Regions from separate parts of the Mus musculus genome. Here all the other regions are linked to region 2. The links are chromatin contacts, called in public Hi-C and promoter capture Hi-C maps. All regions are on one chromosome and are shown on one strand. The core of a region is the stretch at or near the end of the contact, and the rest is flanking DNA. Distances in the headings are between cores, read along the strand shown. Region 1 holds the start of Cdk5r1 (cyclin-dependent kinase 5, regulatory subunit 1 (p35)). Region 2 holds the start of Aatf (apoptosis antagonizing transcription factor). Region 3 holds the start of Supt4a (SPT4A, DSIF elongation factor subunit).

The links. Promoter capture Hi-C pulls out the DNA fragments that hold promoters and counts their contacts. Hi-C and Micro-C count contacts between places; a contact is called where the count stands out from the background.
Region 1: a contact with region 2 is called in a Hi-C map of CD4 T cells, with 8 times the contacts expected there. The contact joins the promoter of Cdk5r1 here to the promoter of Aatf in region 2. A contact is called at or near these places in 2 of 484 Hi-C or Micro-C datasets (CD4 T cells and cerebellum).
Region 3: a contact with region 2 is called in a promoter capture Hi-C map of liver, with 4 times the contacts expected there. The contact joins the promoter of Supt4a here to the promoter of Aatf in region 2. A contact is called at or near these places in 2 of 39 promoter capture datasets (liver and pre-B cells).

Annotation. Positions count from the first base shown.
Region 1 is chr11:80,475,445-80,479,304 of GRCm38.p6, reverse strand. Cdk5r1 (cyclin-dependent kinase 5, regulatory subunit 1 (p35)) reads right to left here and starts at 2,282. Exons shown (of 1, transcript NM_009871.3): 1 at 1-2,282. The coding sequence starts at 1,796. The coding sequence ends at 873.
Region 2 is chr11:84,511,331-84,515,257 of GRCm38.p6, reverse strand. It overlaps Aatf (apoptosis antagonizing transcription factor), which reads left to right and starts at 1,757. Exons shown (of 13, transcript NM_019816.1): 1 at 1,757-1,966; 2 at 2,929-3,117; 3 at 3,680-3,775. The coding sequence starts at 1,876.
Region 3 is chr11:87,735,812-87,740,009 of GRCm38.p6, reverse strand. It overlaps Supt4a (SPT4A, DSIF elongation factor subunit), which reads right to left and starts at 2,459. Exons shown (of 5, transcript NM_009296.2): 1 at 2,342-2,459; 2 at 1,737-1,843. The coding sequence starts at 2,410.

The DNA of each region.
Region 1 (3,860 bases), core at 1,033-3,532, 4.0 Mb after region 2:
GATACAGAACAAAGATCACGGGCACCAGCGAGAGGCCTTAGCATGCAAGTGGGCACCAACCTGATCTCAGGCATAGACACCCACCCGCCCAGAAGGCAATGTTGTTAGTGGGTCCCCGGCGCTGTTCTGGCTTTGTACACAGGGTACAAACTGTGAAAAGCTCGCTCAGGGAAGGAGCTGCCCCTAGCTTCACCTCATCCTTTAGCTGGGACCCAAAACGGGTGAGGAATCTAATGAGCAAACCACCTCATTAACCAGCACTAACGTGGGAGCAGAGACAAAAGGATGGGAGGGGAGCTCTGTCCTGCCAGGAAAGGAAAGCCCTTCTCCCTAAAAAAGCACGCAGCAAACCAGGGCCGTGCATGGTCAACAGTCATCAGCAGTCTCTGCAGGCTCCTGCACTGATGCCCCAGGGCTGTGCAGATCTTGCCTCACTCACAACCTCCTGGATCCTGAGTCAGGACAGCCAGCTCCAGGAGCCTTCAAGAGAAACAATACCCAGAAAAGGGCTGATTCCTCCAGGGCCACCAGCCATGGGCCCCAGCTCCGATCATGGGACAGTGGGAAGCCTCATCTACCCTGGATCCATCGTGGGTACAGGTGACATGGGCAAGTCAGTCCCTTGAGTCCCGGAAAGTGAGTGGTCAGCAGCCGAAGTGGCTCTGAATGCATCTTTTGGGTTCGCGCAAGGTTCATCAGTTCGAAAGTCCCCAGAGTTCTTGAAAGGGCTAAAAAAAAACCCCAAGGAAAGAACGTGGGAAGAGGCCCTTGGTGGCTCTGCTAGACACATACTGTACACAAAACTTGATTCTTTTAGTAATAAAATTTAAAAACAAGTGGAATCCTTGAGCCAGGATACCGGCTACAGGGGCTCACCGATCCAGCCCCAGGAGGAGTCGCTTCTTGTCCTCCTGACCGCTCTCATTCTTCAAGTCAGAGAACACTTGTGTGAAATAGTGTGGGTCGGCATTGATCTGCAGCATCTTGGAGCTCATGAGGTTGATAACTGAGAGGCAACGGTCCCAAAAGGCTTCCTTACAGCTCTCTACCAGGAAGGGCTTGAGCGGGTAGGAGATCTCATTGCCCATGTAGGAATAGGAGAGGTACAGACAGGTCAGCAGGACAGCCTGGAGCTCATGGTCGGAGCCCACCTCAGAGGAGATGACATCCCTGCAGAGCATGTAGAGGAAGACCACATTGGCCGGTGTGATGAAACCCTGGTCCTGCCAGCCCTGCAGAAGCAGGGAGCGGTCCACGCTGCGCAGCCAGAGCACGGGGTCCGTTGGGGACAAGTGCTTCAGGCGGTAGCACCGGCGGCAGAGAAACTCACCCAGGCAGCGCAGCAGCTCACTAGTGGACGCCTGGACGATGACCCGTTTGGGTGTCCCTGCAGAGGTGATGGCAGGGTGCGGGGCCTTCTTGACAGAAGAGGAGACCCCAGTCTGGGAGCCAGAAAGCTGGCTGGCTGGGGGTGCGGGCGGCTGAGCCGGCGGGGGCTGGGCGAATGTGGACAGGTTGGCACAGGACAGCGACTTCTTCAGGTTCTCATTGTTGAGATGCGCGATGTTGCTCTGGTAGCTGCTGTTGGGCTGCGCCTTCTTGGAGTTCTTCTTCTTCGCTGACACCGCCACGATCCTCTTCCAAGGCAGCACCGAGATGATGGAGTGCCGCTTCAGGTTCTTGTCCTTGGCGTTCTTGCTGTTCTGCACGGCCGTGTAGTGGCCCACGGTGGCCGCGCCATCCTCAAACAGTGTGGCCTTCCGATAGCTGGGGGATAGGGACAGCACCGTGCCCATGGTGCCACTGCGCGCCCGGCAGGGGCCGGCACCCCCGCGCGCCCAGCCTGCCGGCTGGAGGGGGGTAAAGGCTTACCGAGCCTGTAGCGGCCGCAGAGAGAAAGGAGGCGCTCCCGGGACACGACGCGTTTAGTCCTGCGGATCTGCGTGGAAAACAAGATGGTTCTCAGCCCCGGGCGGGGCTCCACGCCGCGCCCCTCCGCTCGCACTTCCGAGGCCCGAACCCCCGGGCTGCGGCCCCGTCGAGCCCCAGCCTGTGCTTCCACTGCGGCACCGGTCAAAGAGCCGCAGTGGCCTCCGCAGCAGGAATCCAACCAGGCCGCGCACACGGCCCCGGTCCGCGCAGGCTTACCCGCAGTCAGGCAGGCTCCCGCGGCAGGCGCAGCCGCTGCGTCCCAGGCCCTCCGCAATGCGCGCCGCGGCCCGGGTGCTCGACTCGGCGCGGCGGCGGCTCCCTGCTTCTGTCCAAGGTTCTGCAGACGCCGCGGCCCCGCCCCCGCCCGGCCCCCGCCTGCGTCTCCGCCGCGAGCCCGCCGGCCCCGCCCCGCCCCGCCCCGGCGCGCGCCTTGCAAGCCGCCTCTCCGGATCGCGCGCGCGGTCCACACGCCCGCTCGGTCTCGCCGCCAGGTCGCCGCCACTCGCGTCCCTCAGCGCGAGCGGCGCACGGTGGCGCCTCTAGTGGGCGCGCCCATTACGGGACACGGCGCGGGCGGCGGGAACGCGCGAAGCCGGGTCTCCACCTGGAAGGTGCCTGCGCCGCGCGCGGAGCCCGGCCTCGTGAGCTCCGGCGCCGCGCAGCGGAGCTCTCCAGGCGGGAGGGCGGGCGGGAGGGCGAGGGGGCGGGCGGGGCGGAGGGCGGGCCCCGCCCAGACACGTGCTGCCTTTGTTCCCGCCGCGGCCCCCTTGGCAGAGGCTGCGGGCGGTGCGGAGAGCTGGCCCGGGCGCTGGAGAAAGGAAGAGCCGCAATCAGCATCAGCGTAAAAGCCCGGCACCCATTAAGACTCTAGGAAAGCCAGGCCAGAAGGATGAGGGCGGCCTAGAGATCCTATCACGGAGGCTGTCAAAATTGAAGCTGCTGCGCCTTTAGGCCAGTTTCTTATTTGCCCATTTTAAAACTTGATGACAGTAAAATTGCAAGAAAATCTGGTTCTGACTACCGACACATAGTTCACAATCAGCCTCCATGTCCTTCACAAAGGCCACTGCCGAATTACAAGTCATTCATTCTGGACTGGTTCTGGAGACCCAAATTGTCAAATAAGCCAACCTGTATCTTAACTCAGACTCCCAACTCCGAACCTGAGAGAATTCCTGAAAACACCCAAAACAAGAATCTTGTTGAGGTCATTAGGCTTAAGTACTTCCAGGTTAGGGACCAGGGTGACCAGAGAGGTAAGTGCCCTGCCCTGTTACCACCCCACCCCACCCCCCAAAAAAAGTTTTTCCAGGACCTTACCAAGCACACAGGATGGCTAGCTTCGCTGTGGCCCCTTCCTAACAATGTTTCTCATAGAACAGAGTGGTACCTGCTATTACTAGAACACAGCACCTGACACTGGGTAACCTATAAACGAAATAATGAAGTGTTAGCTCACAGCTCTGGAGTATGGTCCAGAGCCAGTAGTAGGACGTGCTGTGGTGAGGATGGAGACTTCAACTCAAACCGGGAAGGGGGAGAGTAAATAATTACATTGGGGGACGGGGAATGAAGGCCAGTGTCACACTGGCTTTCTAACAACTCTGCTCAAAATTAATCCATGACTTGGAACCTTTCCTTGAGACACAGGCCGCCAGCACCTTGCCATCCTCCTGCTTCAATGTTCAGTTAGGATTCAGGCATGAGCCACCATACCAGCTCCAACGAAAACCCTCTCCAAGAGCGCTCTCAACACTGACACTGAGACCGAGCCTCAAGGGTCAGACTCAACCCCCTAGCTGCTCTTCAGTAGGGCGGCCCTGGGTCTCTTCCTTTTCATCATAGTAGGCTGTAAGCCATCTTCCTAAGGCCTTTCAGACCAGCTCCCCCAATGTTTCTTCTACCTGGAAAGGCAACCGCTAAAAACC
Region 2 (3,927 bases), core at 508-3,007:
CATGTTTTGCTATGGAGGCTCTAACACAGACTCGACTGCAAGCGCAGCGGAGAGGACCTTAAAGAACAAGCTCTCTAAACTACTCTCAGCCATACAGCAATTTTCTTCGCCTGAGTCTTCGCCTAGTCTGACATTCTTTGGCTCTCCACGTCTGAAAGGCTTTACCCTAAAACAGTTGCTTTTTTTTTTTCTATTGTCTAGGCTTGGTCATCTTCACTCAAGGACCAGTTAGGACAGGAACATGAGACATGCCACAAGAAAGTAGAAATCTCTTAAATTTCTTAAATTCGGAAATCTACCTGAATCTGAGGGTGTCTGAATTGTCTTCCAGTGGATTCTACTGGGGAGCTACCAGTTGCCTACGTTGCTGGCTTTGGGATCCAGCTGGCCTGGAGTATACTTAAAAAATGGCACTGGCCTGGGGACTTAGAACTGGAAGAGCTCCTGCTTAGTGTACAGAACACTCTGGGTTCAGCCCCTAGCTCTAAATAAACAGGGTGTAGTGGCAGGCACATGTCTCTAATCCCAGTGGAGACAGGAGGGTCAAGAAATTCAGGGTCATCTTCAATTACATGATGTGTAGGAGGCAAGAGACTGTCTTAACATACAAACAGGCATGGACACAGTGTCTATTATTCAAGTCGTTTTTTCTTTTTTTTTTTTTTCTGGATTCTTCTGAGGCAGCTTTCCTGTTATAGTAGATTCTAGGTCTCCATGGAGGAAGACCTCCAACAGATCAGTATAGACAGACCACTTTACACTCAAATTTGTCATTCCTCGGTGCAGTTCATGTTTCCTGCCCTTCTAGACTGGTCACTGTGTGGAGAGAGAGTCTAACTTACACATCCTATATTTCATCTAGCAGTGCTTGCCACAGTAGTGGGCGTCAAGGGATGCTCCATGAAAAGAAAAACGAATGCAAAGTGATGGCATAGCTTCATGGGCCTGGGTGCAATTACATTTATCACATTAAGGTCTTTGTGTATTTTGAGTCTGGCCATCTAATACCAGAACTGAGTGAAGGGTTTCTCTTCTCCCATCTTCACTAGTTTCGGGGGTCTGACTGAGTCACTCCATCTTTGAACAGAAAAGCTGTTAATATCAACGCTTCTGTAGTAGAGTAATTCTACCCCCCTGCCCCTCCCTGTGATTGCCCAGGCAAGAGGGTACAAGAAGCTACAGAAACAATCTTGATTTGTGGTACAACCATCGCGATTCCTAATTATTTCTATCAATAAAGATCGCACCTCGCCGCACACTTAACACACGCAGGCCTCTCAGATCCTGGCCCGAAGCTGTGTGCCTGGCCGCAGGCTCCTCTACCCTGAGAAAAGCCCCGTTTTGAGTCCCGGGTCTGTGCTTGCTCGAGTGTGTACCTGAGGTTTGAGAGGCTTATCCTTCACTCCCTTTCACAAACCAGCCAGCCACCAGCAGCCACAGCTACTTTACGCTTAATTCCTAAACCAAGCTCGCACAAAGCTCGAGGCGTTATTTCGTGCTTAGGGGACCCTGGCAGCTCAGAGCACAATCAACCTTTCTCGCTCCAAGCGGTCACGTGCTCCGGCGCGCTCCCGCGCCGCGCGTCCGAGGGGCCTCCGGCGCACGCGCGTTCGGGCGGCTCGCAACCCTGCCACGGTTTCGGGCGCCTGCGTCTCAGCTTAGCAGCCCAGTGGTGACGCGACGCCCCGCCCCTCCGGCGCGCGCGCGCCTCCCGGAAGTTGCCTACTGGGATTCTAAACGCCGCCTCCGCGAGGTCTCCGCCTTGAGTTGCCAAGTAGAGTCTGGGCCGTAGCGCCACTGCTGCGAGTGTCGGGCCGGGGGGCTCGGGCTGCAGTGCAGGTTCACGAGCGCAGCGCCGGCAGTGACCTGGTGACCATGGCGGCGCCGCAGCCCTTGGCTCTGCAGCTGGAACAGTTGCTGAATCCGAGACCGCGTGAGGCGGATCCTGAGGCCGACCCGGAGGAGGGTGAGGCCTGACTGGGGCTAACCACGTGCAGAGCAGTGGCTCCGACTTCAAGGGCCGCTGGTGCTTGGACCTGCTCGCCTTCCCTTTTCGCTGGGGGAAAATTGTCTCTTGGGAGGGTGGCGTGAGCAGTAATCCAGCATTCTAGACTCTGGGGGTGGGCGGGACATCAGGACCCTGGCGGGGAGTTGCAGGCAGCCGGCTGGCAGCAGTTTAGGATGCCACTTTTCTTGGTATTACCTTCGAAAGGAGAAAGAAGCCTGATGAGTTTCAGGTTTTTGTGTGTTTGAAACTGACTGCTTCTAAAATCTTCATGAGAATGAAAATGATTACCCGATGCTGTTTAGCCATGTTTATTTAGGCCTTAAGCCATTTGTCCACATTCTGATGACAGACTGATTCTTCATAAACCTGTTCTGAGACCGGCTGGGAGTAATTGTGCTTTAGACTTGGGTCAGGGAGGTGTGAGAAAGACAACTGGAGGGGTGTCATGAGTGTCTATAGCACCCAATGACTGTCACATATTGAGGAAGAATTAAGGACCCTGGGCATGTAGCCGATAACACTTGATGCACTGGATTTAATTTTCAGAACCTCTGAAAAAGAAAAACAATAAAAAACACCATGGAAAAGCAAGGAAGAATCAGATTTATACGTTCCTAGATTTATAAGTTCCAAGGCATAAAAACATGTCTCCTAGTAGTTGCAGGGAGTTAGCTCTCTGTTTAGAAATAGATAGCAATATGACAGCAGTCTCCTTAGAAACCAGAAGTCAACTCCCTATTCCTGTAAGTTAGTTATGTTATGTTATAGAGGACACAATGAATCAAGGGCTGGGGTGGAGCCCAGTACTAAGAGTACTCACCTAGTACAGGAAGGTGGGGTGTGGGGTTGAAATGGCTTAAGTGGGTTCCTGTTAAAGTATTTTTCTAACCTAAGATTCTATTTTTCTCCCTCCCCAACAGCCACTAGAGCCAGAGTGATTGACAGGTTTGATGAAGGGGAAGAGGAGAAAGATGATCTGGCAGTGAGTAGCATTAGAAAGTTGGCACCAGTCTCCCTCTTGGACACCGACAAAAGGTATTCTGGCAAGACCACTTCTAGGAAAGCTTGGAAAGAAGACCATTGGGAGCAGGCTCTGCCAAGTTCATCTGGTGAGTAGACATTTTCACCCCAAACTCTTCTCTTGGCTTAGTTCTGTATGGTTAAACTGTTTTGTTTCTGGATTCTTTCTGGAAGTCTGTGGGTCTCCACTTAATTTAGGAGAGACCATTGAATTGGTACTTGGAAGGGCCTTAGAGGTCAGCATGTTACTTTAAAAAGGATGCTAAAGGGCTGGAGAGATGGCTCCGTGGTTAAGAGCACTGACTGCTCTTCCAGAGGTCCTGAGTTTGATTCCCAGCAACCACATGGTGGCTCATAACCATCTGTAATGGGATCCGATGCCCTATTCCGGTGTGTGTGGAGACAGCTACATAAACATAAAATAAATAAATAATTCTTTAAAAAAAAAAAGGATGCTAAAGCCCAGTTAGGCTTTGTTTCCTGTTAGCGTTTTAGAGATGATAGAAACGTAGTGAGTTCGTGCAGTTGAATAGAGCACAATAACATGTTTGTTCTGTCATATAAGCTCCCACAGATTAACTGGAATGAAAGATGTGGCCTGGTATTTTTCTCTAGGTAACTCCTTTCCCCTTTTTTCCCCTTATAATTTAGATAACGAAGCATCTGATGAGGGAGGATCTGAAGATGGGGATTCAGAGGGCCTGGGCCTGGAGGAGATCTCAGAAGATGTTGACGAAGACTTAGAAGGTGAGGGCGAGGATAGTTCTTTTATCTCAGAATTAGGAGAGACTGAAGCAGGGGAATCAGGAGTTCAAGGCCAGCCTGAGCTACACAGTAAGTTCTGCACTAGCATGTGCTACACCTGAGACCCTGTCTTAAAAAACAAACAGACAAACAGA
Region 3 (4,198 bases), core at 1,210-3,709, 3.2 Mb before region 2:
CGTGTGTGTGTGTGCGTGTGCGTGTATGTGTGTGTGTGTGTTCTCTCCTGCCACCTTGTGGGATCCAGGGATTGAGGTCAGGGTTAGCAGGCCTGCCATCAGCCGCCTTACCCTGCTGAGATAGCTTAGCTGGTCTTGTTTGAGACAGACAGGGTCTCAGGTAGCTCAGGCTGGCCTCAAACTCACTATGTATCTGAGGTTCCCTCTGAATTTCCAATTCTCTGGTGTCTCTCTCTCAGATGATGGGACTATAGGTGCAAGTCACCATATTCACTAAGATACTGTAAGAGGGAGTAGGCTACTGAAACTATACCCCTTCATTTCCAAAACAGATCGTTCATGTAGCCAACACTTTTGGAGGAGCATTAGGAATTAAACCCAGGGCTTTTTGTACATGGTAGTCATGTGTTCTTTGTATGTGGTAGTCACGTGTTCTACTGCTGTATCACACTTCCACCTCTCCAACATTAAAGATCTACACCTCGTACATCCCGTGTCAGGCATTAGGACATAACATAAACATAGTCTCAGCGATAATGGAGCAGACAAGAGTTGTGAAGCATTGTTAAATAGGACTACAGAAGAAGTACACACATTAAAAAAGTTCTCTTAAGCAGGGTGGTGGTGGCGCACACCTTTAATCCCAGCACTTGGGAGGCAGAGGCAGGCGGATTTCTAAGTTTGAGGCCAGCCTGGTCTACAAAGTGAGTTCCAGGCCAGCCAGGGCTACACAGAGAAACCCTGTCTCGAGGTAAAAAAAAAAAAAAAGTCCTCTTAGCCACTACTTAAAACAATAAAGATGAAAATAACTTCAATATTTATTTTTTAATTTTTTTTTTGGTTTGAAATCCACCTGTCTCTGCCTCCCAAGTGCTGGGATTAAAGGCGTACGACACCACTTCCCTGCTTCAATATTTATTTTAATCAAATAACCCTAAAACATTGTTTCAATATTTAACTAATCTTTTAAAAATTCAGATCATTTGACATCCTTTTTCCTCACCCTGAATCTTTGTTTGCTGGTATGTATTTGACACTTAAGCATATTCGAATTTGAACTAGCCACATGTCAAGTACTCAGTAGCTACTGAAAGAAAGATGAAATTTCAAGACCTGTAAGTCATATAAAGTACTCAGAAATTGCTGGTTGTTTGTGAGCCTAGAGGCTGCCTGGGGCTGAGAAAAGAGAAAAACAAACCTGGGTATGCCCCATAGTTAAAACATTCCTGGGAACATCTTGACCATAAGATAAAGGGGAATGTGAGGACATAACAGGGCTATCTGAACTGAGTCAACTACTCACAGAACTCTGACACCCTGCACGTACATGTAATCTTTCTGTTAATGTTTGAATAAGCCAATAGTGTGTCGCTATGCTCAATTCCACACCCCTAAGCCCCTTACCCCATAAAACCCCCAAGCTTTCGAGCCTCGTGGCCGGCATCCGTTATCTCCTGTGTGGGATACATGTCGGTCCGGAGCTCCGTAATTAAACGTCCTCATGTAATTACAGCAAGATGGGTCCTCGTGTTTCTTTGGGTGCTCTCACACTCCTGAGACTAGAGCGGGGGTCCCCGAAAGGGGGTCTTACACTACAAAAGTTTACAGCTACTGGGCTGGACACATAGACTAGCTCTCAGAACTGCTGAGACCAGCTAGTCTTATGACCTCAAAAATCTATCCCATATTAACTTTCTGGGTGCAGAAGTAAACAAAGGCGCGTGAAAGGGGCTTACCCATCAAATGAAGAGCTGGTGCAGTCATAAACCATCTCTCTGTTGCCCTTCATTTGTAGGTATGCATCGCAATTGTCACACCCATCATATTCGAACTGGTCTATAGTCTGGAAAGAAAAAAAAAAAGCAAGTATGAGCATGAACAACGCCTTAATATTTCAACAAAGCCAACCTCTTCGTTTTCTATACAACCCAACACCCTCTCCTCTCCAAACTGTTCCTAAACTCCACCCTCATACCTTTTTGCTCGCGTCCCTAATTCAGCTTACATATTTTCTAGCCTCTTTGGGGTCAGGTACCCTCTCCTGCTACTCTCTCGGCTGCTCTGGCTCCTAGTGTCTTTCCAGTCCACCACAGCAAGTTCACCGAACGTCTGTCGGGGAGACAAACTTGTGCTCAGTTATGCCGAGAACTGCAACGCAGCCCCCAGTAGGCACAGCCACCCGGCTCGCGTTCCGTGGACGGAAACAACGGCTCCCTTAGGCTTTCGGGCTTCCCACTCCCCGAATCTCAGAGCCTTCCTTTCCTGTGTCTGGCCCCATTTCACCCTCTTTCTCCCGTTTCGCCTCCCCGATCGCTCCTACAACCAAGGCCCCAACGGACACCTTGACTAACGAGCACAGCAAACAAGCCCGCAGATGCCGCAGGTCCTTTGGTACCGTCTCCAGGGCCATCCTCACCGATACGACAACACAGGTTCCTCCAGCCGCAGGAAGTAAACAGACCATTACCCAGAATGCCAGACGCGTCGGGCACGCAGCTTCCGCTTCCGGTGCCGGCCATCGCAGGCCCCGCCCCTCCCTCCCCGTGGAGAAGATGGTTCCTCCCGCGGGAGCGCTGGGCGGGGCCGCCCGGTCACCTGGGCCGCGCGCGCGCCCGTCACCTGGTTCGCGAGAGCGAGCGGAAGACGGCGCGCGCGCTGGGAGCTGATGCGCCCGTAGGGGCGGGGCAGCTGGGGGAGGTTGGAGCATGCGCAGGAAGCGTGGAGCGGGGCGACTGGCGGGACTGCGCCTCGCGACGCGGGCCTTTTGATGGAGCCCAAAATGCTCTGGCCTGAGTGCTCTTCAGACTCCCGAGGAAAACCTAGATTGTTTTGTCTGCTTGTTTTATTTTGTTTGCTCATTTATTGAGACAATGCTAATTCCTAAGTTGGCCTCTGAGTACGGGACGGTGATCTTGAACTCCTGATCTTCCTGCCTTCACTTTCGGAGTTCTGGGATTATGGGCGCGCACCACCACGCCCGGGTATTTGACTTTTTGACACAAGCCCCTCGTCTCAGTGTCCGGAATGCTCAGAATACAAGCCCGCCGCTTCGCGCTAGGTTGTTTTAAGGCTCGAGGCAATGAGTCTTGCCTTTCTGGACGCCTGCAGAGACAAAAACCCGACGAGGCCCCACCCCTTCTTGTAACTGGGAGAGCGTGATAGGGTTTCGTTTGCGGTCCCCAGGAATGCTAGCTTGAGCCGTGCCGACGGGGAAAGGGGAGGCGTGTTGGATAGAGGGAAACGCGTATTTAATTCCTCCTAAAAGCCTCTCGATTGCGCGCCTGGCTCATAATTTACGCTTTGTAAAACTCTCGGCACATTTAGACATAATTCCATGGGAACATCTGTGGATTAGGTATCTCACTTCTCATACTCTAACCCCACCCCAGCTGCCAATGTGCTTACTGTGTAGGACACAAAATTCCTCCTTGTCTCCTTAAATGGCACCGAGATAATATCCTGAGCAAACCATACAGAAATACGAGGTCTGGTGCGGTGTGAACAGAGCAAAGGCTCTTGGAATGTAGGCAAAAGCCTGGTCATTTGTGTTTATCTGAATTGGAGCGCTGGGATATAAATAGTTGCAATCCCGCTGTTCTGTCCTTCCAGCCCTTCTCATTGAAACTGAGGGACAGCAAGACTGATTCTAGGCTTTATCCCAAACTGCATCCACATGGGGTTCAGTGACTGGGTTTTAGATACTTTCTAGCACCGGGAAATCTCTTTTCAGTTTGGAATACATTTTCACTGTGCTATCTCATGTAAGCCTTCTATCATCTCTGAAGGAGGATCATTTTATTTATGGTAAAAGGCAGGTATCCTGCTGAGGAGCTGGCTCAGGACCCACCACATATAAGTGGGATTTGATGGTCTGCTACTCTAACCATAGCACTGGGGGCCAGAGATAGGCAGATCCCAGGGACTCCAGGCAAGTTCAAGTGAGAGGCCCTTGTTGTTTGTATGTTTGTTTGTTTGTTTGTTTTGAAAGTCTTTATTCTGTAGCTCGGGCTGTCCTGGCACTTGCTGTATCGATTAGGCTGCCCTCACACTCCTGTGAGTGCATGCACGTGTATGCACACATTCCAAGGTTCAGTATTTGCTTACAATATTGTAAGGTCACAAAGTCAGTCAGTGAAGCACCAGAGTCACCAGCAGCCCAGCACAGATAAATGACTGAATCATGACGAGTACCAGGCAC